4 separate regions of the Sus scrofa genome follow, and all the other regions are linked to region 4. The links are chromatin contacts, called in public Hi-C and HiChIP or PLAC-seq maps. All regions are on one chromosome and are shown on one strand. Each heading gives the region's core, a stretch centred on a gene start, on an enhancer-like site or on the middle of the called end of the contact. The rest is flanking DNA. Distances are from core to core; before and after follow the strand shown. Region 1 overlaps ZFHX3 (zinc finger homeobox protein 3). Region 2 overlaps ZFHX3 (zinc finger homeobox protein 3). Region 3 overlaps ZFHX3 (zinc finger homeobox protein 3). Region 4 has its middle 23 kb from the start of ZFHX3.

Evidence for each region. Hi-C and Micro-C count contacts between places; a contact is called where the count stands out from the background. HiChIP or PLAC-seq counts read pairs in DNA pulled down with a chosen protein or histone mark.
Region 1: a contact with region 4 is called in a Hi-C map of skeletal muscle, with 6 times the contacts expected there. The contact joins two enhancer-like sites. A contact is called at or near these places in 7 of 47 Hi-C or Micro-C datasets (adipose tissue, brain, embryonic fibroblasts and 4 more) and 2 of 2 datasets of contacts at active chromatin or transcription factors (alveolar macrophages and skeletal muscle).
Region 2: an H3K27ac HiChIP or PLAC-seq map of skeletal muscle shows a contact between it and region 4. The contact joins two enhancer-like sites. A contact is called at or near these places in 4 of 47 Hi-C or Micro-C datasets (adipose tissue, fibroblasts, heart right ventricle and 1 more) and 2 of 2 datasets of contacts at active chromatin or transcription factors (alveolar macrophages and skeletal muscle).
Region 3: a contact with region 4 is called in a Hi-C map of skeletal muscle, with 4 times the contacts expected there. The contact joins two enhancer-like sites. A contact is called at or near these places in 1 of 47 Hi-C or Micro-C datasets (skeletal muscle) and 1 of 2 datasets of contacts at active chromatin or transcription factors (skeletal muscle).

The regions. Positions count from the first base shown.
Region 1 is chr6:15,742,612-15,745,736 of Sscrofa11.1, forward strand. All of the region lies in intron 4 of ZFHX3 (zinc finger homeobox protein 3), which reads right to left. Among named protein-coding and RNA genes, the nearest start is that of ZFHX3, 200 kb to the right of the region's middle. Within about 2 kb of position 1,565, at least 7 of the 83 cell types and tissues checked have an H3K27ac peak or open chromatin away from gene starts, as enhancers often do. A contact at or near this core is called in skeletal muscle, where this site is marked.
Region 2 is chr6:15,767,631-15,770,844 of Sscrofa11.1, forward strand. The region is part of intron 4 of ZFHX3 (zinc finger homeobox protein 3); the gene reads right to left. Among named protein-coding and RNA genes, the nearest start is that of ZFHX3, 170 kb to the right of the region's middle. Within about 2 kb of position 1,856, at least 15 of the 83 cell types and tissues checked have an H3K27ac peak or open chromatin away from gene starts, as enhancers often do. A contact at or near this core is called in skeletal muscle, where this site is marked.
Region 3 is chr6:15,816,547-15,819,513 of Sscrofa11.1, forward strand. All of the region lies in intron 3 of ZFHX3 (zinc finger homeobox protein 3), which reads right to left. Among named protein-coding and RNA genes, the nearest start is that of ZFHX3, 120 kb to the right of the region's middle. Within about 2 kb of position 1,600, at least 1 of the 83 cell types and tissues checked has an H3K27ac peak or open chromatin away from gene starts, as enhancers often do. A contact at or near this core is called in skeletal muscle, where this site is marked.
Region 4 is chr6:15,962,631-15,965,877 of Sscrofa11.1, forward strand. No RefSeq gene overlaps it. Among named protein-coding and RNA genes, the nearest start is that of ZFHX3, 23 kb to the left of the region's middle. Within about 2 kb of position 1,446, at least 47 of the 83 cell types and tissues checked have an H3K27ac peak or open chromatin away from gene starts, as enhancers often do. A contact at or near this core is called in skeletal muscle, where this site is marked.

The sequences.
Region 1 (3,125 bases), core at 315-2,814, 220 kb before region 4:
AGCTGTGGGGAACCCGGACGAGAGAAGATGCTGCCTATCATTCTTCTGCCCCACCAAGAGGCTCCTACACCGAACGTCTAGGTCTCCTCCTGCCTCAGTGTACAGGAAAGTTACCATTGAGTCTCCCCATGCCCACCCTTAGTTCGAACGGAGAAAGATCAGGCAGCTTTGGTCTGAGGTCCATCGGCTATACAGCACCACGTGAACACTCCGTATCCTTTAGGGGAGAAAAATACCCATAGAAAGTGCTAGTTGAGCAGTAACAAGCAAGTTACCCCATCTTAATTATGTCCAGGTAGGATGTTCAATGCACATGTTTAGGCTTTTGATAAACCTGTTCCACACTCTATTATAAAATCCATCCTCGAATGCGGATACTAGCATTCAATCAGTATTATTAAACTGGGTCTACCCCAAGCAGCTAGGTCTCTTAAAATATACTCATTTGCCCTAACACATCCTATGATACAAAATACCTCTAAGTACCCATACACTAACCAAACGCGATTATGCAAAGCGATGGCTCACGGGCCCTCCTCTCCGGCACACACACATAACATCAGCACCTTAGACGGAGGCAGTCTGACGCCTGCAAAACAGGGAATACGCTGATGTGATGGACAGTGTCTGGAGGTGCTGCTCTGCAGAGCAGGGAGGAGTTACCCACGGGGGCGGGGCATCTCCAAGGCCAGTGTCTCTCTGCCGTGTGTTACACGGGCTGCAGCCATTCAAGCCAAGCGTTAAGAACTCGTGGTCACTCTGGCACTGACCCCACTTCTTTGAACCTTTCCAAACCAATCTATTCAGAAGACAGAGCCTGAGGAATAAGCTCATCATTCATGCAAGGCGCAAGGAACCCGCATGGCACTCTGTGACACTCCTGGAGCCCATATTCTACGAGCCTACGTGGGTCTTGGCTTTCTTCTGCCCTGGCCCCGCTACACGCAGAAAAGTGAAGGCAGCTGAGCTCCAGTGCGAGGGGAGACGACAGGGGTAAACTTAGGAACTTCTTTTACTTCTCTCCTTCTTCCCCTCCCTTGCCATTTTCTTTAAGGATTTTAAAATCAGGAGCTCCACTGTGGTGCAGTGGAAACAAATCCGACAAGGAACCATGAGGTTGCAGGTTCGATCCCTGGCCTCACTCAGTGGGTTAAGGATCCAGCGCTGCCATGAGCTGTGGTGTAGGTCGCAGATGCGGCTCGGATCAGGCGTTGCTGTGGCTGTGGTGTAGGCCAGCGGCTGGAGCTCAGATTCGACCCTAGCCTGCCTTGGACCCTCCATATAACGCGGGTGCGGCCCTACAAAGCAAGATAGAAAAATGAAAAATTGAGTCGTCTTCTTTTTCAGTTTTTAGATTTAATATTATCATTTCTAATATATTAGACGCCAAAAAGGTGTTGTGTGCTTGGTGGAATGAGGAACAACTGAGAAACGCCTGGACAAGCCAGCTTCGCTTACATGCAGATCCTCACCCTGCGAGAACACCAGGTCCCATTCAGCCCAGGAGGTGCTTCCCTGCAGTTTCAAGTGTGACCTACAGGTGTCGCCCTCTGCATGGCGAGGCCTGGAAGGGCAGCTCGCCACAGGAGGCAGACAGCGTCTGGGCCGCCTAACCTGAGCATGTGGAAATAATATACGTCTTCAAGTGAACTGTCTGGTCCTGGGGAAATAAAATAGGACATTCATAAGCAGTTACACCATCTGTCTTTATACCATCATCATCAACAGCAAGAGGAAAAATAGCTCTTTAAAATGGATGAAAGCCCAGGCTGACAGTAACCAGAAAACTGTGAGCTCTGAATACCAATAAAGGTAGAGAAATGATTTAAAAACAGAGATATAAACTATGAATTCGTCTGGACAGCTCGGGCCCACAATGCTTTGCAGGCAGGGGATGTTCTACTGGTCCCCCAAGCCTCACAGCCACCTCACTAAGACCCAGGCCTAGGCACCTGCAGACAGGACCTGGGGCTCCCTGTCCTAGAAACACGTGGGGACCGGGAGCAGGATGGCATCCAGCCCTGCAACAGCTGCGCCCATGCTCTGAGCTCCTGGGGCTGGTATGTAGCCCAGGCTCCATTTAGGGATGTTCATTTGATACCCACATGCCCAGAGAGTGCCACACAGGGAAGGTTTTTCTCCCCACAGATCACAGAATGCATTTCCCCCCAGTGAAGTCAGTGGCAACTGGCTGGGGTCATCAGAGAAGTCAATTTTTTTTCCTCTATAGTATCAGCTACTGACAGATGGTGGGAACATGCAAAAACCTGATGGATGTGGATCCAGGTTTATGTGGAAAATCCTCTTCCTCAGAAGACAAAGTCACTTTCCTTCCCCAATACATACAACAGCCCCCGTGCTATTCTGCAGGCCAAGAAACACAATTCAAAACCATCTTCTCCCCAAAGAGCTGAACCCAGTATCAGAACCCAACCAGAACCCACCAGGAAGGCCTTCTCAGGGGCACAGCCAGGGCCTGGGTCAGCAAGTTCACCTCTGCTCTCTACGCCCTGTTCTTGGCAGGAAGCAGGGAGGCCCAGTGCATCTCACAAGAAGGTCTGTCCTTCAGAAGACTCCAGAGGGGGGTGCCTCTAACCTCCCCTCGAGGCCGCCGCAGACGCCTACTTCGTGGATACACCCTACAGTAGCCCTGAAACTAGGGCACTGCTCCTACTTGGATGTACTTCCACATTAAAGGGTTAGGGAAATAGAAGCAAATCTTGAATAGGTGTGAGGTCTTCCTGGTGTCCCTTCTGCCCTCAATTTCCATGTAAAACACAGGCTGAAGGCCTTTAAAAAAATCTATTTCCATCACCCTCTCTTTCTGACAACCGCTTCTCCTGACAGCACTCACTGGCGCCCACTCCCGTCTCCTGGGTAAGGGCAGAGCCCTCAGGTGTAAGAACTTCAGCAGGCACTCCGTCTAAAAGGGAAGGGCTCCTGGGGCAGCTTAGGTCTTGGAGTGATGATACCACGGCTCCAGAAGATTTCTCCTCAGTTAAGGCAGTTTTATGTCCCACAAATGCCAAATGTTCTCTCTTTTTTTTCTTTCTTTTTTTTTTTTTAGGTCTTGTGTCCTTTTAGGGCTGCACCCGCGACATATGAAGGTTCCCAGGCTAGGGATT
Region 2 (3,214 bases), core at 606-3,105, 190 kb before region 4:
CAGTGCTTCCCAGCCATCAACACTCGCTGCGCCCAAGAGCTTCGAACTGATGTAAGAGCGGTTCTTCCAGCATCTGCAGGAGCCTTGAGAGAAAGAAGGTCGTGACATTCTGCTGGGCCCTGTGCATGAACAGCTTGGACCTGGTAAAGGAGATTTTGCCAAGTGTGGGGGGCCTGGTTTAGAAGAACAGACAGGCAGGCTGACCAGCATTCATCCCCACCCGCCTCCAGGGCGGCCGACAGGGACTCCACACTGGCACCTGCAGGCGATGCCTCAGACCACGCCACCCCGGGAGCTGAGTGCAGCCTGGGTTCCAGAGTGCCACCTTCCCCGGGATTCCCAGGTGCCTTGGCATGCTTCCAGCTCTGAAAATGGCCATGTCAGATGCTGAAGACGCTGATATGGCCAGTCAGCCAGCAATTATGGACAGCCTCAGATGTGTCCAGTGCAGGGCTATTTTCTGGGCATTGCTCATCAAAATGAAGCCTTAGTTAACAGAGCCCATGAGGTGGCAAAATGCGTTCCCCCATGTGATACCCAAGGCTCACTGAATTATAGGTGAATCCGTATGTTCTAGGTCTTAAGAAACCACCACCACCATTTTGGTTTTTCAAGAATAGGAAATTCTCCAGACTGCATGAAAAACGGAAAAATTAAAACAATAACGACAACTACAGAAACTCTGAGTTTCAAAAAAAAAAAAAAAAAAAAGGCAAGGAGAGTTCTTTTTCCTCCGTTTCAGGCTACTGCCCTGCTAGGTCTGTAAAGAATTGGGAAATTTAAGGATGACTCTCTAGACTGGGTAACTAATTCACTGCATCGGGGCTGAGAAGCCAAGTCGCTCTGCCCACCAGAATCCTTCATCTTTCAGACAAAGGTCTTTCTTGCTGTTTCCACCACCTGATCGTGTGAACAGCCCGCGAGAGGGAGGGAAGGGACCACAGCGCCGCAGTCTGAATGCGAGGCAGCCAATCAGAACTAATCTCTGCCCTGGAAGTAAATTCGGCGTCTGTTCCCTGATCTGGTGCCCAGGAGGGCTCAGGCGGTGGTGGCGGGGTTGGGGGGGGCTCATTTCCCTTTATGCCCCCTTGCCCCCAGCTGGTACCCCCAAAACAAACAAGGGACTTTCTGGGCAATGCCCTTCAACCCAATCAGCCACGGAAGAAATTATTTTAGACCAGGTCCAAGACTAAATCCAAAGCAATGAACTTGACATTAAGACTTATTTATTTATTTCTCCCTTCACGAACAGAAGGTTAATATAAGAGCAACTCCTTGGCAAACCTTTAAGGGTAATTCAAGCGACACTGATGTGAATCAATGTTCCCTTTGTGAACACATTACTTGGCAGAAACTGGCTTTTTGTAACCCCCTTAAACCTAGCCAGCAAAACAAAAAGAAGGGGGAAAAATGTCCTTCAAACAAAAGGATGAGGTGAAAATAAAGAGTGAGTTGACCGCACTTTATTCTCTTTCATAGAAGCAAATGGATCTGGTGCTTTTATACATTAATCAATCAATATCACTGACTGTACATCAGCAGGGTAGCCAAGTTATGAATGACCTTTCTGGCAAAGAGGACACTTTTAATGCTCATAAGACTGCTCATAGCTTAGCAACTTTCCGAATTTATGCCTGCATGATTACCCCTTAGAGGCGAGTGGCCGTTAGCGCTGCACTAAATATGGCAAGGTTAGTCGTCTCCAATTTGTGCAGAGGGAAGGAGAGACGTGGACACGCTGCCCTGTTTCTGCACCAGCTGTGGCAGCCTGGGCGAGGTGGAGGGCAGAGGCTCTGGCAGCCTCGGGTCCCTGCCCGGCTGGCCGGGCTGGCCCCCCTTCCAGAAAGCTGGCCCACCTCCTGCTCAGCTCCAAGCCAATCCAAACAGGGCCATTTCAGGGAGCTAATCTAGAAAGCCATGCCCGGCTCAACCTGGGCCTCAGTCTGCTTCTCACGCTCAGCTCCCGAGGCCACCGAGCTGGCAGATGGGCAGGGTTGGCCACGGCAGGGCATCCCCAGGCTCCCCCGATACGCTGTCCACTCCGCTCCCAGCTGCACCCCTACAAGCCCTCCCTGAATTGACTGATGCCTCCAACCTGGCGAGAGAACTTCACGTTTCCAAAAAGAGAACTAGCTTTCATCTTGAAGTTGGTTTTTTTAAAAAAGCAATTCACAGAAAGGCATTTCTACCAAAAAGATGAACTGACTTCCTCTCTCCAGAAATATCCAGCTCAGCTAAATAAACAGTTGGTCCAATCCTCTCTTATCTCTCCCTCTCCCCAGCTCAGCCATGTTCTCCAGGCCCCGAAGGCTGGAGAGTTCTCTGGATTCCATTCCTTGTGGGTGGAAATGGGGCAAAGGCCCGTCTGTGGGTGTGGGTTTCCATGACAACCATCACCGGCTCAGTGCGGCCACGTGGGGACACAGCCCACCACCCATCACCAGCGCAGCTTTCCTCCGGCAACTCTCCTGCTACGGTTGTGGTGGAAATCTCCAGAAATCTGTTGGCCCATCCACAAGGCCTTGCTTTTTTTCTGTCTCCCAGAGAGGGAAATGCAGACATAGAGAACATTTAAAATAGAGCCTTTTTTTTTTTTTTTTTTTTTTTTTTTTTTTAAGGGAGGCAATAGGGAAGTTTCCAGGCTAAAGGTCAAATCGGAGCTGCAGCTGCCGGCCCACATCGAGTCGCGTCTGCAACCTACACCATGGCTCATGGCAACGCCGGATCCTTAACCCATGGAGCAAGGCCAGGGACTGAACTCACATCCCCATGGATGCGAGCCGAGTTCTTAACCCACTGAGCCACAGTGGGAACTCCCTAAAACAGAGCCTTAACTTCACACGAAATTACAACAGAAGAAACCAGAGGCTGAACTCAGCATCTTGACTAGAACACAGGCAGAGTTCAGGGCAGTGGTGAGTTTTACCAACACCCTTCTTCAGTCTTCAGAGAGCTTCCCGGCTATACGAGTAAACACAGGGCACTGGTCAGAGGAAATGAGTCTCCGTGTGGTAAACCTGAAGTCAGGAGAGGTCACTTACAGGGGACCTAAGCCCCGGAGTGGTCCTGACCCCCAGGCAAGAGGCTCAGAGGCCTGTGTGCAGAAATGGGCGACACATGACAACACCAACAAGGAGAAGCCCATGGGTGTGTGTGACTCCGAGGAGCCCGGGGCAACTACACTCGCTGCAGCCCTGCACTGCTTTCCTCCTTT
Region 3 (2,967 bases), core at 350-2,849, 150 kb before region 4:
GTAGCCAGTAGCCACGTGTGACGAAGTACATGTAAATGAGAAGTTCCACTCCTCGGTCGCACAAGCCACATTTCGAGTCTCTCAGCCACACGTGGTTAGCGGCCACCAGGTCAGTGAAGACCCAGGACATGTCTGTCGTGGGAGGGACATGAATTCTAGGGTCGATGAGAGCCGCTAGTTTCCGGGATTAAGTAGAAAGTGGGGGCAGGGAAGAAAGGCAGGAGACGCTACGCTGCCACTTTTCCAGAAACAAAAAGGAACCTAACACCTGACTCTCTCCCCGAGGTTAATTTCAAGCTCGGTAATGTAGACTCTGTCTAGGGACTAACACACACACAAATAAGCATTCCATTCTAAGTCAAATGAGGCTTTTTAATTAACAAGGCAGAAAAACAGGTGGATAAAAGGTGAGGCAGGAAAGCCTGATTTTAAGCAAACATTTGCCATCTGTACCTGGGCCGAGGGTGGCCATGCAGCCCGGGCACTGGCCAAAGGTAAACAAGGGGACATGGCCGCCCCCGCGGGGCCCGCCCAGGTAGGTGCCTGCGCAGGTGCCATGGGGAGGCATGTCAGGCCCCGTGTCACTTCACATCCTCATTAATTATCTTGAAAGGAGAGGGTTAGTAAACAGCAAGTTAATTAAATTCTCAGATGATGCTAATTTGGGAGGCTTTAGCAAGACGGGCAAGGGCAGAGGCAATATAAATGGGACCTGGATGGGTTAGAAATCTGAGTGGAAAATAAAATTAAGCGCTGGCTAAACAAACATCGCTTAAACCAAGTCCTATGGACGTGCCTACGTATGCCCAAAAGAGCATCTGGAAAAGAGGTAGACTCACACGACAGAGGTGTGCAGTGTCTCGTGTGCATCATCAGAAAGGGAGCCAAAACTGCTTTGTATGGTTTTTGAATACAAACGTTCACGTGCACTGGGAGGTCTGGAAGGAACAGCACCCGTTCACGGTCTCGGCCCTGGAGAGGCATGGCCGCAGGGCACAGGAGATGAGGCGGGCCTTTCCCTTCGTATTCTTTAAAACGGATGGCCCAATTTTCAAACAAGCAGGTATTCTGGGGTTTCTGGTTGTCTTCGTTTGGTTCTAAAAATCTCCTGAGTTTGAAATGAATTTCGATGTACAGAAGAGCAGCCAGGGTAGTACAGAGTTCCCACATGCCCTCAGCCAGCGCCCCCGACGGTCAACGCCGAACATCTCACATCTGGGACGTTTGTCAGAACCCGTTAGTGCGGAACAGGCCTCATACATGTATATGGTTTTCCCACTCACGCCCTTTTTCTGTACCGGGAGCCAGCGTAGGAGCCCACGTGGCACTGAGTTGTTGCACCTCCTCCCATCTGTGCTGGTTCCTGTCTCTGGTGACCTCAACCCTTCTGAAGCATGCAGGTCAGGTATTCGGAGAGCAACCCTCAGCTGTGATTTATCCGATGCTTACTCACGATCTGCTCAGGTTACGGACTTTGGCAAAGTACCCGTCCGACGGCAGAGCACCCGGGGAACGTGACATCCCCATGACTGACCGCTGGTCACATTAACCTTCTTCACTCGGAGAGGGTGGCTCTGCCAGGCTCCTCCACCGCCACGGCACCCGCTCTCCCTTTCCACCCCGGATGCGTGACCAGGGAGTCACAGCCCTCAGTCAGCAGGAGGGGCAGAGGCTCCACCTTCTGGTTACTACGTTGTTCGATAAAAACAAACACATCCTCTAAAAGAGAGGAACGTCTCCTCATGCAAGCAGTGTCGAACGCAGGTGTCTATCTGCAAAGTCAGAGCTGTTGCCTTTGTTTTGAATACCCGGATTCTCAACAACATCGATGGATAAACGCAGCGCCCTCGCTCTCTTCCTGGCAGCACCCTGCCCACTCAGTTCTATTAACTCATTTAATCCTCACAGCAGCCTGATGAACGAGAGGCTACCACGTTACCACGATCGGCTCCAAATTACACATGGGCAAACGTGGCCCGAAGAGGGTCGGTTGCTCGCTCATGTTAACACCATGATTAAAGACGGGGGGAGCAGGATTTGAACGCAGGCCTCCCGGCTCTCCAGCTCGTCTAGAGATCTCTCCGTGAGCTCTGTGACCCTGCTCCTCCATATACAACTTGGAAACGTCGACACAGTCCAATGGAGCTGCAAAGGATCATTCACAGCAAAGAGTGACTTGGGGAAGGATGTCAAGAGCCAAATGGGACAGAGGCTTCTCGAGAAAGATGTACAGCCACTCCCGGAGGCACTCGAGGATGGCACTGCAGGGCTGAGCAGACCCAACAAAACCGAGGTGCCAGGGGGCGGGCAGGGTTTCAAGAGAGGACTGTCCCCCTTTACGTTTAGGGTGAGGCAAGGAATACAGGACAGCTGAGCTGATGAGAGAGCTAAGAAGATGCTCAAAATCCACGAAGCTCAATGCTGACGGATCCCCCAGCTCATCTGTCATGGAGACCAGCTTGGAAGTGTCTCCCCCAATAACCTTTACTCTTCCTACTCTTCTGAGGCTGCCCTGTGACACCCTCAGAAGACACTTCTGGAGTCGAAACAAAGCACAGAGGTCAGGGCTGGAGCACGTCTGGGGAGAGAGGGGATGCCAAGATAGAAAGAGATCAACTACCCAGATGGCAGAGGGGTTGGCGAGGAGCAGGAGGGGTGGCGGAGGCCCTTGACCTTCTGATCTACAATGTGGGCTAATTCAATCCCAACCATTAGCGCTGATATTTTAACATCGAAAACAAACAAGGAAATGAGTTGCTCTGAGAAAAACGGAAAGAACCAGGAACGTGTGGACCCTGCCACGTTCCCCCCATGGCCCTTGTTACTCAGCCCCCACAGCGACTTACCATCACCCTTCCCCACAGCGAAAAACAACCAAGACGCCCAAGACGCGGGCGGGGAACAACCGCTGCCTTCCTCCTGGACGCCCCCCCCATGTCATCTCTAACTATCTAAACACCATTTCTC
Region 4 (3,247 bases), core at 196-2,695:
AAATGAGAGCAAGGAGAAAGGAGGAGAAAAAGAGTGAGAGGACTTTGTTTTGTTTGTTGGTGGGCCACGGTGGGGACAAGTTATCTTCTTATTTCTATTCCCACTAGACTAGGCCTCCCGATACTGTGACCAACTGGTCCCACTTTGCCCAAGATGGTCCTATATTTAAAACTGACCCCAGGAATGCCCTCCATCCTAGAAAACTGATTGAGGAGAGCTGGTCACTCTCCTTCCCACAGGCTTTGGCCAAATTCCCACGAGGACAGAGAAAATTATGACCAAAATAAGGTAGTTCCTTTCAATTCAAAATTATTCAAAGAATGACCTCACTAAGCTATTCCATCAGAGATGCAAAGGTCCTGTTTCCAGGAATTTGTTTTTTTGTCTTTTCTGGGGCTGCACCCGAGGCGTATGGAGGTTCCCAGGCTAGCGGTCTAATTGGAGCTGTAGCCCACCAGCCTAGGCCACAGCCACAGCCACACCAGATCCGAGCCACGTCTGCGACCTACACCACAGCTCATGGCAACGCCGGATCCTGCACCCCCTGAGCAAGGCCAGGATCGAACCCGCAACCTCTTGGGGAATTCATCCAGGAATTTGAAAAAAAGAGCCATACACCTCTCCTCACCCCTGCCATGTTGGATTCTAGAGCTTTCCAGGTGGAAAATTTACCTGTCCCATCCACTCTGCTTTTCAGATAAAGTTTCCAGACATCTAAGATGCCCTGCCCTGTTTTGCTTGGGAGCTGTTTTACATCATTTTGGAAAAAAAAAAAAAAAAACCTAAAAAACAAAAAACTCTATTTGAAGTCACAGTAACTTGCTTTTTCTTTTTTTTTTTTCCACCTAATCTCTTCCATGGGGTCTCAATTCCTCCTGTGGCACCACAGTCACATACCGAGCTGTATCAAACGCCCTTAAAATAGTCACCTTGAGTCTGTTAGCATTTTCTTTTTCCTAATCTTGATAATCACAGCATCTGATCCTTCCGTTCTAAACTGCAGCCTTCCAATCCACCCTTAATCTAGACCTATCTGACCCTCTTCCAAAGGAGACAGACGAGGATCAGCATCACCCCGAGCTCCCCCGCCCCACAGCATCTGAGCTTGAATTTCCATTCATCCCAACCTCCATGCTTTTTTAAAAAATCAAAATGTCTCTGAACTCCTTGAGCTAATTTTAAAAGCAAGTAGCTTTCCCTCCCTGAGTCATATTCTTGGGGCTCGTAAAAATGTAGTTCCACTCGGAGACCACCTTGTCACAAACGTGCAAAAAAAAAAAACAAAACAAAAAAAACAACCCTCTGTTTCGGACGCCGCAGAGAGGAAAGGGTGAAACGGCAGCGCCTCCCGCCCTCCCCCCCCCCCCCCCAGCAGGCTCGGCCTTTATGGAGTCTATTTCCAGTCTGTTTACCTGGCAGGGACCACGTGACCAATCCAGAAGGAAATGCTGACATCATTGTCTCTCTCACATGTGCGGCCTCCCCCCCTCGTCCCTCCGTCCCTCCCAGCGCCGCGCCGCCGCCGCATTCCGGCATCCATCCCTCTCTCGCCACCGGCCTCCTCCCCCACCACTCGCGCCTTCTCCCACTTATTTCTCTGTCTTTCTCCTGGCACACTTTCCTTTGTTTTCTCTTTCCTTGCAGGCTCTCTCCTAGACCGTCCTGGACGGACACACACACACACGTGCGCGCGCGCGCACACACGCGCACACACACACACACACACTCCTCCATGCCCTTTTCCTTTCCTTCAATAAGCCTTTCTTCCTCTTTTATTCTTTCAGATCTGTGGCCATTGAGTCTTCACTCTGTTTTAAAAATACACTTCCTCTTTCTCTATAGGTTGGAGATTTCTTTAAAAAAAAAAAAAAAAGTCTGGAAGGCTTAGAAAACCTTCCAGATCCAGGGTGGGGGAAGGGCAGAGCAAGGCTGCGCGTCCAGCCCCTCAATTTCCTGCTCCAGTGGGCTTGGAGATGTAGGTGTTGGGGGGTTGGTCAAACAGGCCTTCTTTTTTTCTTTTCCACCTTCCCTCTTCCAGGTTCCCTCTGGCATTTCCACAGACCCCCTTCCCTCCCCGCAGCCAGACCCATATCCTGGCGGCCCTTGGCCTTGTGCAGGGTGGGGGGTGGGGAGCATGTGTCCCTCGGCTCCTCATTTTGCCCAGGGGGCGTAGGAGGCAGCTCAGCATCCTTCCAACCTGGGACCCTGGGAACTGGAAAGACACAGGAGGCAGGGAGGAAGGCATCCAGGCAGGTGCCTCCCACCCTGTTCAAAGGGTTGTTTACTCAAGGAACCTGTGTCAGGGCTCTGGGGTTGCTCCCAGAAAGCTTGCTTGGTGCACGTGGGCACAGAGCTGGAGCACACCATTTAGAGGAACTGTTTAATAAAGACACGGGGGCCTCCAACAGTTTATTTACCCTTACAGAAAGGTGGCCGTAGGGTGCCCCCTGGAAACTGCTTCAAAAGAAGAGCACAAGGGAGTGAGGCCAGAGGGTGAAACAACCAGGGCAGAATCATGGAATGGCTGGCCCGGCCAAGGGTCAGAACACACATGCTCATCTGCCCTTCTGCTCCCACCTCTCACCCCAGGCTGTTCTCTGCTGGGTTCGTACACCTTGTGGGTTGGGATGAGCCAGTGCAGCAGAAGGGGGAATGGGGAGGTCATGCAGAGGTGAGGCCATTCAGGAATCATTCTTTCAGACGTGAACTCATAATCCCCAACACGCATAAAGATGGAGCTCTACCAGGGGGATGTGCGTTCATGGGCATTTTTACCACTGGATTATATGGACAATCAGAAATACAACATCCTGTGGGAGAGGACCCTAGTAAAATTTAGAGAAGGGACTTTCAACACCAAAACAGTCCTTGTCTTCAATGTGCACATGTATTCCTATTTTTTTTTTTCTTTTTCTTTTGGCCATGCCTGAGGAATGCAGAATTTCCTGGGCCAGGGATCGAACCTGTGCCACAGCAGTGACAACATTGGGTCCTTCACCCACTGAGCCACCAGGCATCTCTACACGCCTGTTTCTGGAGGAACATTTCCAGTACTGTGTGTGTTAACATGGCCCTAGTGGCATTGCTGTGGCTGTGGTGCAGGCCGGCAGCTGCAGCTCTGATTTGACCCCTAGCCTGGGCACCTCCATATGCCGCAGGTGCAGCCCTAAAAAGCAAAAGCAAAAAAAAAAAAAAAAAAAAAAAAAAAGTCCTGGCAGCCAGTAAGGAGAAAATTCGGATATTATGA